2 separate regions of the Rattus norvegicus genome follow, and region 2 is linked to region 1. A link is a contact called in public Hi-C data. All regions are on one chromosome and are shown on one strand. The core of a region is the stretch at or near the end of the contact, and the rest is flanking DNA. Distances in the headings are between cores, read along the strand shown.

Region 1 (2,700 bases), core at 165-2,664:
CCCACCCCAAGCCAAACACCATTTTCCACATGCATTTTTCTCCTTCAAAAAGTTTAATTGTTTCTTTAATAGCCTATAGTCCAAATTCCCAAAGTAGTCATTCAAAACTTCCGACTGTAGCTACCCTAACCCTAACCCTGATGAGCCACTCTTGTAGGGTAATTGCAAGCTGTGGTCTGGGTTAGGGATCTGTCTGTCCACCTCACAGTAAAATGGGTTTTTCTAATCTGCCTCTAATCCCCGATCGATGCCATTCGCTGCTGCGGTCTGAATCATGCACATCCATCAAGTCTCATCTTTGTGCGTAGGGTCTGAACCTGCCTTTCTCACAGTCGCCAATGAGCCTTTGCCTGCCCCCCCCCCCCCATGCTCAGTGAATATTGATGGAACAATTCAGTACCATTAGGGGTGACAGAATGCTAATGCTATCCACATTGTTAGCACACAAAGCAAAAGGAGAGCAAGGATCTCCCCCCTCCCCCAACGTGCGCCTCCTAGAGTTAAGGCTCTGGAATCTGCTGCTGTCTATGTTTTCTCACAAATGAATGCACAGAATGAAGGGCATTCTCCCTGTAACTTCCAAACTTTTGTTTCATGCAAGACTGACTCTCCCATATCTCAGAGGGCATCTAAATTTAGGTACAAAAACTGCAAAGGTGTCCTACCTCAGCGAGGAGTAAATGATAGCATCCCCCTTACGCAATACCAAAAACTGAAGTCGTTTTCTTGGACAGAGAGACATTTATTTTGACACTAAGGTTGCAATCATTGCGCACACTACCGGATGCCAATCTGATGTAATAGTAGCAAAACAAAACACAAAACAAAACAAAAACAATGATCATAAGTTTGTACACTGAACAGGGAGGAGCAAGATGGGGTTCAAAGATACATTTTTAAAACAGGATATAAATGAAAGGTCTTTATAGTCCTTTCAAGGAGAAGAGACTGATATGTGGATAGATTTGCACTAAAAACAGGCAGATTAGTATAATTTTATGTCTAAGATGTAAAGAAACATTGTATTACATACAAATGTCAATGTGTGAGGCAAAACAAAAACAAAAAGCAAAAGCCCCCCAATTAACAAACCAATCAACCAACCAGACAACAGCAGCAGCAGCAAACGCCACAAACAGAGCACTCCAGAGGAAAGGACAGTGATTAAGGAGAAGGTGTCTCTTTAGATCCCTTCAGGTTCAAGTGCGAGGAAGCAGTTAGAAATAACTGGAGACGTGTGTACGTCAGAGTGAGGCAGAGAAGGTAACAGGAAAAACCCAAGTAGAGAAAAGATTAATTCTTTTCTAGGAAATTGGAAAAAGAAACTGGAAACTGAGTGAAGTCCTTCAGGTAATCAGACCCGGGATTCCGTCCCTGGGGCCTACCTTAGGTGGTTTCTAACTGGTCTGTCTCCAGCTGATCCAGCCAGGGGTGGATTTTAAATCTGTGCCCTTGAGGCTCCGCCCACCTCACCCGCTCTGCAGCCAGCCCAACCCTTTCATCTCTGGGCTCTGCCCTTACGGAGTCCACACCATTTCCTGGGCCACTGGGGAGAAGCCTTCTTATAAGGCCCAGGAGGTGAGAGCATCTAAACTGCGAATGGGCAGCTTTCTACCTCTGACTGCAGAAAGGTCGAGTAAACAGGTCTCAACACCCCCTCCTCCCCTATATTTAGATTCTGTGTGTTTGTGCTAATGTAGAAGCTCATTAATAAAGTCATGAAGAAACCAATAGCCAAGTTCTCAGCGTTTTATTGTAAACAGAGGTCATCAATCAGAAATACATAGGTATATTTTTTGTATGGCATAACTTGTAAACTTTGTCCCTCTTGATGTCATTCGAAAGATTATAATGACCAGCACTTCAATGGTCTCCTCTTCATTAAGTTTAACACAGTAATTATAACCCCTTTATAAAAACACTCATCAAAACCAGGTAGAAATTCTACCTTTCATCATCAAAACTAGCACACAAAGTTTATTTTGCTTCTGTCACAATGCAAAAAGATTGCCAATAAAGCGATTAAAAGACTGCTGACGTTGGCAGGTAGCTCTTGCTTTGTGTTGTGGATGCCCTCCCTCCACTGGACAATCCAGAACGAATCTTACTTTTATTTTTTTCTATCTCTTTGCATTGATATTCATCTCTAGAATACTGTCCTTACTTTAAATGTGTGTTTGTTTTCCTCCCTGGGTTCCTCCTGCATCTACCTTCCAGAGGCCTGCAGTAAGTCCTCTCAGTGTGGTACATTCAAAACAGATGAACACATGAGAGGGAATATGCCCCCTGGTGGCCCGATTTAACAGTGCGGCTTCCCTGTACGCCAAGCTTGGCTTGGGCAGAGCTTCCAAGTCAGTGTGTCAGTCAGTGGGTTTACCACAGTGTGGTCTAAAATACCATACTTAGTAAGCACGAGTTTTACAAAGCATCAGGATATTCTCAAACTACAAAGTGCTCAATGGAGATGTATCAAAACACAAGTGTTTCTCACAGACATGTAAAAATACACTTTTTAAAAAAATGAATTGCATTTAGTAAATAATACTTTGTAATATAGTGTTCTGTGGATTTAGTAAAAATATTTATTTAAAGAAATTCTCAAAACAAATTTAAATAGAACATGTAACAAATGTACAATTTAAAAATACACTGAGCATGGAAAGGAGAATTCCAAGCATGATTTTTCTGAGCGTTATTTAG
Region 2 (2,700 bases), core at 92-2,591, 79 kb before region 1:
TGGCACGAGTAGAAGACTCACTATATACTGACCAGCACGTCACTGCTCTTGTCAGGAGGTATGGGTGGCCGACAGTGGTCGCAGTGTGGTTCCTTAATGTGGTGGACACTTGACGCTCTACTCCAGTGGGATAGCCAAGCCTCACCCCTTTGTAGAAAAGTCTTTTTGCAGATTCCACTCTAGTTGAACCACACGAAAGAGAGCTGTAGATGTGTGAGCCTGCCCCCTGTGTTGGAGAATATTTTTCCCTGTATGAACAGCCTGCCTGTTTAGGTTTTAAAATGGAAATGCGTGTGAAACGAGAAATAGAATCTTTAATTACAATTAAAAGTGGAGTAAGCTGCTCTGCATGTACATGCGTTCTGATTTCCAATTTCCCATGGTCAGTAGACACTGGGCTAGGAGTCAGGTGTATGACACACAGACCCGGCTTCCCTAAAGCAGCTGGATGATTGGGAGAAGCTCCAGGGCTCCAAACCTTCCTAGGAGCTGAATTTAGTTCCAGTGTATTTAGGTAGAAGAGAAATATTTATCACACAAAATGAAGTTAAATAAGTCTCTAGGGAAACCCAATTCAAAGTACTCAAAAGCAGAATCCTTGAGTCCACTGAGTCCACTGCGGGGTTCTGGTCAGCAATTGAAACTCTGGTAATTATCGTAGTGTAAGACAAGCAGCCATGATTTTTATTTGCCCAGGAGATGACTATAGATACCACTGCATGATAGGCAAGGCATTAGGGTAAAGTTATTCTCTTGGCATCAGTCTTTCTCAGAATAAATGTACCTGTGACACTCAGTTGTCAGTTTTCCATTGTGTTTGGCTGCCGTCCTCCCCTTCAGGGTTTCATGACGTGTAATAAATGATCCATTTGTTTACCAACTTCTTGCTAAAGGGAACTACATGTTTGGTTTATTAGAGTTTGTGATTTAGAAGCATCTGGCTTACTTTTGTTTTTGTTTGTTAAACAGGAAAAGGACCAGCGCAGCCTAGACATAAACACTGCCAAGTGCATGTTGGGACTGTTATTAGGAAAAATCTGGCCCCTTTTTCCAGTTTTTCACCAATTCTTAGAGGTACCAAGTTACTACTTTATAAAATGTTATGTTTGCTTGCTTAGAACTAACACATACTTCATCTAACCATTTTATGTGATTTTTATTTGCTGTAGCTTTTTGCTCATAGAAATTGTGGTTCCCTGATTGCTGTCATCAGCAAGCTGCTGCATGGTTTGGAGTGTGTCTGTGTGTTCATATCTAGTTGTGTATCTGAACAGCCACAGCACTCCCTCTCTCCCCACAAGCCATGGAGACTCCACTGGCATCAGATCCCCAGTCTTAGTGCCAACAACTCAGGGTTACTTTCAGATGAATGTCCAGTCTTAAGCCAACATTAAACACAAGCCATCTTGTTAAACACGAACCAAAACTTGTTTGTCATCTCTTCATAACCACTCATGCCCAAGTGCCTGGCGGAGTACCTGGATAGCTGTGAGCACTGGACTAGGTACCCAGCAGTGTTTTCTACAGTTTAAATGTGCTTAGCCTAGTGTCAGAAACAACCAGCATTTCTCTATACTGTGGCTGTTTGCTTTCACAGTGGTCAAAAGTTTTGAGCCACCAATAATTGACAGTGGGTTTTGGTGAAATGTCCTTTTGCAGAACCTGAAGGAAGCGGAGACATGACTGTCGAGTGTGGCATCTGCTTTGCCCACTCCTACTCAAGCCTTTTGAAACATGGTCTTTGCTTTCAAGGACGAGTATAAGATTTGGGGACAATCTTGGGTCTTGCCCAATTCAATTCCCACTTGAAATAATCTTTCTTACTACTTGCTTTATGTAGTTAGTGGTCCAAAAAACAACTGATGTCATTTTTACTAGAAACTACTTCTCCTAGTCCTACTAGAACTGGGACTCTGTAAAAAGCCGATACAAGCTGCTTATTAATACTTGTTGGCAGGACGGTCTGCTCTACATATGAGCGGCTCTAGCTTCCATGACACGAGCCATCCCCACTGGAATAGGGATGGAAGTAGGTTCTTGTACACAGGGCCTTTAGTAGGATTTGAAGGTCCTTTGGCTAAAAGATGGGGCTGTGAGTAAATTTGGCATTACTTAGTCCCAGAAACTTAATTGGCTGTTTTGAAACTTCTAGACTTTTTATGCCTCAGAAGTTAAAGTCTGTGCTTTGCTCTCATGTAAGTTTGTATTTTTTTCCTTTTAGAAGGAGGGTGGCAACTCTTCCTTTCCAGCCTGTCCTGTGCCTGCATCCTCAACCATCGGCTTGCCTCTTTGCCTTTAAATATATATATATATATATATATATATATATATATATATATATATATATATACACACACACACACACACACACACACACACACACACACACACACACACACACACACTGGTTTTGATTTTTTATTTATTATCATAAGGATTTTTAAAATGTTAGTTCTGGATTTTGCTTTTGAATCTTTAGGATATCATATTAACCTCCCTGTAGCAGGTTTCTCGTCTAAGGGTGCTAGAGCATGTTTCTCCTAGTTTTTTTCTGAGAGTCCCCGCAAGAGTTCCCAGCTCTGAGCACTGGCAGCATTTATGTGGTCCCCAGCAACTGGCTGCCCGATGCACGCACTTCAAGGCAGCAGCTTGGCTACAACACTGTTGTGTGGGCTTTAGCATTTCCTTTGTGCCGAGTAC

Evidence for each region. A called contact is a pair of places that touch in the nucleus more often than the background predicts.
Region 2: a contact with region 1 is called in a Hi-C map of psoas muscle, with 2.4 times the contacts expected there. The contact joins the enhancer-like site here to the promoter of Lrrc66 in region 1. A contact is called at or near these places in 8 of 12 Hi-C or Micro-C datasets (the A7r5 cell line, the Rat2 cell line, Schwann cells and 4 more) and 1 of 1 datasets of contacts at active chromatin or transcription factors (oligodendrocytes).

What each region holds. Positions count from the first base shown.
Region 1 is chr14:34,931,695-34,934,394 of GRCr8, reverse strand. It overlaps Lrrc66 (leucine rich repeat containing 66), which reads right to left and starts at 1,414. Exons shown (of 5, transcript NM_001008763.2): 1 at 1,382-1,414. Sgcb (sarcoglycan, beta) reads right to left here. Exons shown (of 6, transcript NM_001191068.1): 6 at 1,734-2,700.
Region 2 is chr14:35,010,767-35,013,466 of GRCr8, reverse strand. It overlaps Dcun1d4 (defective in cullin neddylation 1 domain containing 4), which reads left to right. Exons shown (of 11, transcript NM_001108359.1): 9 at 970-1,074. Among named protein-coding and RNA genes, the nearest start is that of Dcun1d4, 65 kb to the left of the region's middle. Within about 2 kb of position 1,341, at least 7 of the 93 cell types and tissues checked have an H3K27ac peak or open chromatin away from gene starts, as enhancers often do.